2 separate regions of the Sus scrofa genome follow, and region 2 is linked to region 1. The links are chromatin contacts, called in public Hi-C maps. All regions are on one chromosome and are shown on one strand. The core of a region is the stretch at or near the end of the contact, and the rest is flanking DNA. Distances in the headings are between cores, read along the strand shown.

Region 1 (3,137 bases), core at 379-2,878:
GACGCCACTTATATATGGCACAAATGAATCTTTTCACAAAAAATAAACCCATGGGCTAGGAGGACAGACTTGTGGTTGCCAAAGGGGAGGGGGAGGGAGAGGGAGAGGGATGGACTGGGAATCTGGGGTTAATAGATGCAAAGTATTGCTTTTGGAGTGGATAAACAATGAAATCTTGCTTTAAGCACAGGGAACTATATCCAGTCGCTCGTGATGGAACATGATGGAGGATAATGTGAGAAAAAGAATATCTACCTATCTATCTATCTATCTATCTATCTACCTACAACTGGGTCACTTTGCTGTACAGTAGAAATTGACAGAACACTGTAAGTCAACTATAATGGAAAAAATAAAAATCATAAAATAAAAAATTTTGAGCAAGAAACTGATGTGATGAAAGTGGATTGAGAAGATGAATCTGGAATGGAATGGAAAGGGAAAATGGTGGCTGAGAGGTTCCTGCAATAATCCAGCTCTGGATTAGACCAGGAAACTGGAGTGGCTTGTTCCATCACTTTTACACCCAACAGATGTTCTTGTCAGTCTGGAAGCTCTGCCATTTCTAGAAAACATATATTTCTCCTCTACCATAGCTCATATCAGCTCTTCTGTATTTCATCTTTGCCTGTTGAAATCATTTCCTTCGCCATCCAGAACAAATAACACACTGCCATGATTAGCCCTGGAAATTATCTCTCCCCTACCATTTCTTTCTCTTTTTTTTTTTGCTTTTTAGGGTCACACCTGTAGCATATGGAAGTTCCCAATCTAGGGGTCCAATCCGAGCTACAGCTGCTGGCCTGCTCCACAGCCCCAGCAACACGGGATCCAAGCCGTGTCTGCCCCCTACACCACAGTTCACGGCAACGCTGGATACCAGACCCACTGAGCGAGGCCCAGGATGGAATCTGAATCCTCATGGATACTAGTTGGATTCACTTCTGCTGCGCCACAACAGGCACTCCCTCCCCTTCCATATGTGATGAGCTGTCCTTCCTTTCTCTTTCTTTCCCCAAAGTACCCTTCTTCTAAAGGCAGTACAAAGCAAAGGTTAGGAGCAAAGTCTTCGGTGGGGCTTTTTTTTTTTTGCTTTGCTTTTTAGGGCCACACCTGTGGCACATGTAAGTTCCGAGGCCAGGGGTGGAATTGGAGCTGCAGCTGTCTGGCCACAATCACACCAGATCCAAGCTGAATCTGAGACCTACACCACAGCTCATGGCTGTGCTGGATCCTTAATCCACTGAGCGAGGGCCAGGGATTCCACACAACTTCATAGATACTAGTTGGGTTCCTTTATGCTGAGCCACAACAGACACTCCCCAAGGAGCAACAGCTTTGGATCCAACAATTTCCTATCTCTGTGACCTTGATTTCTAACCCAAATCCTCAGTGCCTCAGTGTCCTAATCTGTAAAATGAGACGTGTATTCCGTCTTGTATGAGGATTAAATCAGTTAACAGTCTTACACCACTTAAAATAGTGTTTGATGCCTAGTAAGCGCGGAGTAAACAAATAAAACTAACTTGATTCCTGGTGATTGGCGGTCTACTGGGGTAAGAAGCCAGAGTTCACACCTAGCTGCCCCCGAGGAGGTGTGGAGGGTGCGGGCCGGGCCGCCTACTCCAGATCCGGGCGAGGAGGGGGGCGATCATGTGATCGATCAAGATGGCGTCGGCCAGCTCCTTGTGGCTCTTGGCTCTTGCTTTCCTGCCGGGATCCTGCTTAGCCTTGGCGTTGGGGCATGTCGACCCTCCAGCGCCGCTGCCGCTCGTGATCTGGCATGGGATGGGTGAGTGGGGGAGGGAGGGAGAAGAGGGCTAAATGGGTTTGGCGACTCTCTCTCCTAGCCTAGGTTCGCGTCTGCAAAGTGCGAGGGTGGAGGGCGAGGACTGTGGTCTCATAGCACCTGGCTGGTGCTACGTTTTAGGATTTGGGGGTTGCTCTGTATTGGAAAGGGAGATGGAGAAAGAGCTGTCTTTTGGTGAGCACTTACAGAGGGCTATGCACTGCGGCAGGGTTTTACGCGGTGGTGTGGTTTAATGCCCACGGTAGTGGCGTCAGGGTGCCGCATATGACGCTTGCTCAGGAGGGCTGGGCTGTGGCTTCATGACCGTGGCATCTATCCTTGCGTTCATCCACACATTGAACAAAGATTTGTTAGGCACTTACATTTAACACATCGTTATTGAGCACCTACTGGATACTGAGGATACAGCAGTAAAATAAACATACTAAATTCTTTGCTCTTTAAGAACTTACTTTCCTTTCCAAAGGAGAGAGGCGGGGGGTGGGGGATGCGCTGGGGGTGTGGGATGGAAATACTATAAAACTGGATTGTGATGATCATTGTCCAACTATAAGTGCAATAAATTCATTGAGTAATGAAAAAAATAAAAAGAACTTTTCAGTGGGAGAAACAGACTATAAATACATAAGTAAAACATGTATGTCAAATGGTGATGAGTGCAATGGAGAAAAATAAAGCAGGGAGGTGGATAGGGACTGGAAATGGGGACTTGCAGTTTTATAGAGCAAAGTCAGGAAAGGATTCACTGAGAAAGTGATATCAGAACAAAGACCTGAAATCCATTAGGGAAGATGCCATGTGGATATCTGACCAAAGGAACAGAAAATGCAAAAGCTCTGAGGAAATATGTCTGGTATGCAGGTATGTTCAAGGAACAGCATTCCGATCATTGTAGCAGGAACTAAGTAAGCAAGGAGAAGAAAAGAGAGGTTTAGTTCAGGGGTAGGAGGGGGTATGGGAGGTAGCCTGCTGATGTTGGGCCTGCTAAGGCAACTGTAGGAACTTTGGCTAGAATGAGATGGAAAGTTATTGCGGGGGTTTTGAGCAGATGAGTGACATGGTCTGATTTGCCTTTTATTATTTATTTATTTATTTATGTCTTCTGTCTTTTTTTTAGGGCCGCACCCACCGCACATGGAGGTTCCCAGGCTGGGGGTCTAATTGGAGCTACAGCTTCGGGCCTGTGCCACAGCCACAGCCACGACAGATCCGAGGCACGTCTGTGACCTACACCACAGCTCACAGCAATGCCAGATCCTTAACCCACTGAGCAAGACCAGGGATCGAACCTGCATCCTCATGTGATTTGCCTTTTAAAAACACTCTA
Region 2 (3,137 bases), core at 281-2,780, 220 kb before region 1:
CTGGACATCCCATTTCTTAGAAGTCCTTTACACATATTAATCCGCACACCCAGGTAGTGCCATCAGCCCTCTCTCCCTTTCTTCTCCTCTCATCTTACTTCCTACAAACTGCAAATTCTTCCTCACTCTGTTAGGCAGAACGATGAAGTTCTTTCAAGCCCTTTCTCCCAAACTCAGCTCCAAGAACACACTTTCAAGCCCAGGGCCCTTGGCCAACATGCTGCGGGGGAGTTGGACTTTCCCGGGTACCTGAGAGTATTCGCCTTGAACATTTTAGCTGATTTGTTCTTGGTTGTCTTCCCCTCATCGGGTGCATGACTGGTAAATGGAGACCTCCACAAATCACCATGGAAGCTAAAATGTATCAAGCACCTACTATGTGCTGCTGCTAAGTACTTCATATGCATCATTCTATTCGCTCTTCACAAAACCCCTGTAAGATAGGGAATATTATTATTCCCTTTTACAGATGATGAACTGAGTCTTCTTCTTTTTTTTTTTTTTTTTTTTTTTTTTTGCCTTTTTCTAGGGCCGCTCCTGCAGCATAAGGCGGTTCCCAGGCTAGGGGTCCAATCGGAGCTGTAGCCATCAGCCTACGCCACAGCAACTTGGGATCCAAGCCGCATCTGTGACCTACACCACAGCTCAAGGCAATGCCAGATCCTTAACCCACTGAGCAAGGCCAGGGATCGAACCTGCAACCTGATGGTTCCTAGTCGGATTCATTAACCACTGCGCTACAACAGGAACTCCTGAACTGAGTCTTCATATGATTTTAGGTCCTGTGGTCATACAGTCAGTGACAGAGTCAGATTCCAAAGCACTTTACCAACATTGCTTAAGTGAATGAAAGGGAAGGTAAGGGATTCTGGAGAGAGGCTATACTGGACAGGTAGATTTTGGAAAGTCTGGTAAATAAGGTGGTGGTCATTTCCATGAACATGGAGGCGATCACTTAGAGTGAGAGAGGTGGTCAAGCCTACAGACTCTGGTGCTTAAGGCAGCTGCAGAGAAGAAAAAGCAATAGAAGAAGAAGGGCTGGGAGTTCCCGTTATGGCGCAGCTGGATCAAATCAGACTAGTATCCATGAGGATGTGGTTTTGATCCCTGGGCTCGCTCCGTGGGTCGGGGATCTGGCGTTACTGTGAGCTGTGGTGTAGGTTGAAGACGTGGCTCAGAACCCACATTGCTGTGGCTGTGACGTAGGCCAGCAGCTGTGGCTCCAGTTCGACCCCTTGCCTGGGAACTTCTATATGCCAAGGGTTTGGCCCTAAAGAGGAAAAAAAAAAAAGGGAAGCAGAAGGGCTGAATGGTGGATGCCTGCCTGGACAGGGAAGACAGGATTGGCAAAGGCGGACCCAGGTGCAAACAGTTTCATGGCTGGAGGACTGAAGAGGGGTTTCGCCTCACTGTGACCTCCAGGAGACTGGTCTCCCAGCTGATGCAGAAGCAGGGAGGGGAGAGGGAGATGAGAAGTTTACAGGTGGGGTGCAGACAACTCGGCTATTGTTAGCGTGGAGCCAGAGGGAGGAGGCCAAGGGGTATTCACAGGATGGCTGATCCAGGAAAGGCTTTGGTATATTTTAATATGGAAGAGGCCTGATTGCATGTGGAGAGGAACGAGGTGGATGGTGAGCTGGGCAGAACCTGCTACTAGGTCCGCAGAACCCGAGGCACCCTCGGACTGGGCCCTGAGGGAGAGGACTCAGGCGGGGACTCGCAGGCAGAAGTGGCCGAGGACCATGTGATGGGATGAGGACTGAGGGTCAGGGGGAAGGGGGCTGGCTCCTGGAGATCAGGCTGGGTAGGGACCTCGGATGGCCTTCTGCCTCCTCACAGAGAAACGGAGCCACGATCGCCGGCCCCGACCCGGCCGCTGCTTCTGGGAAGCCCGGGGCAAGGATGGAGGGTGGGCGCTGGTGGCTGGAAGGAGTGGGGCGGAGCTGGGAGGAGGACGCGGGCCTCCCTCCCCGGGTCCTCTCAGGTGACAGACCCCGCGGGCCCCCCGCCCCGCCCCGCCGCATATTCAGGAGGCCGGGCCCGCCCGGTTCGAGAGCAGCCACCGCCGCCGCTCCGAGAGCCTCAGCCGTCGGTGCGTGCGTGGAGCCGGCCTCCATCCTTCTCGAACCCGCCACCCGCCATGGCGCCTGCGGCCGCCCCCCGCAACCTCCTGATTCTCCTGCAGGTGCTCGGGCTCGCCCTAGCGCAGATCGTAAGTCCCGCGGCCACTGAGGCACCGGGGTGCGGGCTCTGGGGTTTGGGGTTCAGGATCTTATGGTCTGGTGAAGTGCTCTGCCAGACCTCCACCTTCTACTGACACTCCCAAGCCCGAGAAGCAGCTTCAGACAGTTCCTCGGCGCACGTCCCCTCGGTAGGGGCACAAATCAGGCGCATCTCGGCACCGTGAAAAGAGACGGATGAGCCGGGGAACCAGAGGGACCCTATCCCCAAATGCTCGGCCCTGCCGGGGACAGGCAGCGTGGGGCAGGAGCCGGCGCCGGGTCCTGGCAGTCGGGAGAGCCCAGGTGGCGGTGGAGACAATGGTGCCCATTCACGGGGCTTGGGCGCCTCCGCCCCCGCAGCCTCCCAGGGGGCGCCGGCTCCAGCCAGACTCCGCTCTGGCTCCGCCGCTGCCGCTTCGCCGGGTTGGCGCGCCTGCGTCTCACTTCCGAGGGCCGGCTGGGGAGGGGGCCTAACGCCACGCGGGAGCCGAAGGGCAGGGGCCGGGCGCCGCCTGATGCCCTGTACGGTCCGCAGCTCGCCTGAGGGGCGCCAGCCTGGCACTTCTCGGTCTGGGGAGGGCGCGGGCATCTGGCAAGCGCGGGACCCCTGCTTGCCACCCAGGAGAGAACGAAGCCGTGCCGGAAGAGGGGTGCTCTGAGTAGGAGAAAACAGGCTTTCCTTTCTGGGTCCCCTCAACCTCCCGTCCCTCTGCGCCTCCCCAACTTTCCCTTCAGGCTTTACCCGCACTAGTGGGAGAGGAAAGGGTACCTACTCACCTTCGATATCTGTTGTTCACCTAAAACTAATCCGAGCAACCGTTCATTGAGGAACAAGCGTCTCTAGGCTCCACCTTCCTTCCCATCTGTTATTTATTTGCTCCATCAGCATCTCGCCACCACAAGGGCAAGGGCAAC

The links. A called contact is a pair of places that touch in the nucleus more often than the background predicts.
Region 2: a contact with region 1 is called in a Hi-C map of embryonic fibroblasts, with 2.5 times the contacts expected there. The contact joins the promoter of COL9A2 here to the promoter of PPT1 in region 1. A contact is called at or near these places in 3 of 47 Hi-C or Micro-C datasets (embryonic fibroblasts and epiblast stem cells) and 1 of 2 datasets of contacts at active chromatin or transcription factors (alveolar macrophages).

The regions. Positions count from the first base shown.
Region 1 is chr6:95,859,349-95,862,485 of Sscrofa11.1, reverse strand. PPT1 (palmitoyl-protein thioesterase 1) reads left to right here and starts at 1,628. Exons shown (of 9, transcript XM_003127823.4): 1 at 1,628-1,792. The coding sequence starts at 1,669.
Region 2 is chr6:96,079,940-96,083,076 of Sscrofa11.1, reverse strand. COL9A2 (collagen alpha-2(IX) chain) reads left to right here and starts at 1,530. Exons shown (of 33, transcript XM_003356334.5): 1 at 1,530-1,657; 2 at 2,031-2,212. The coding sequence starts at 2,141.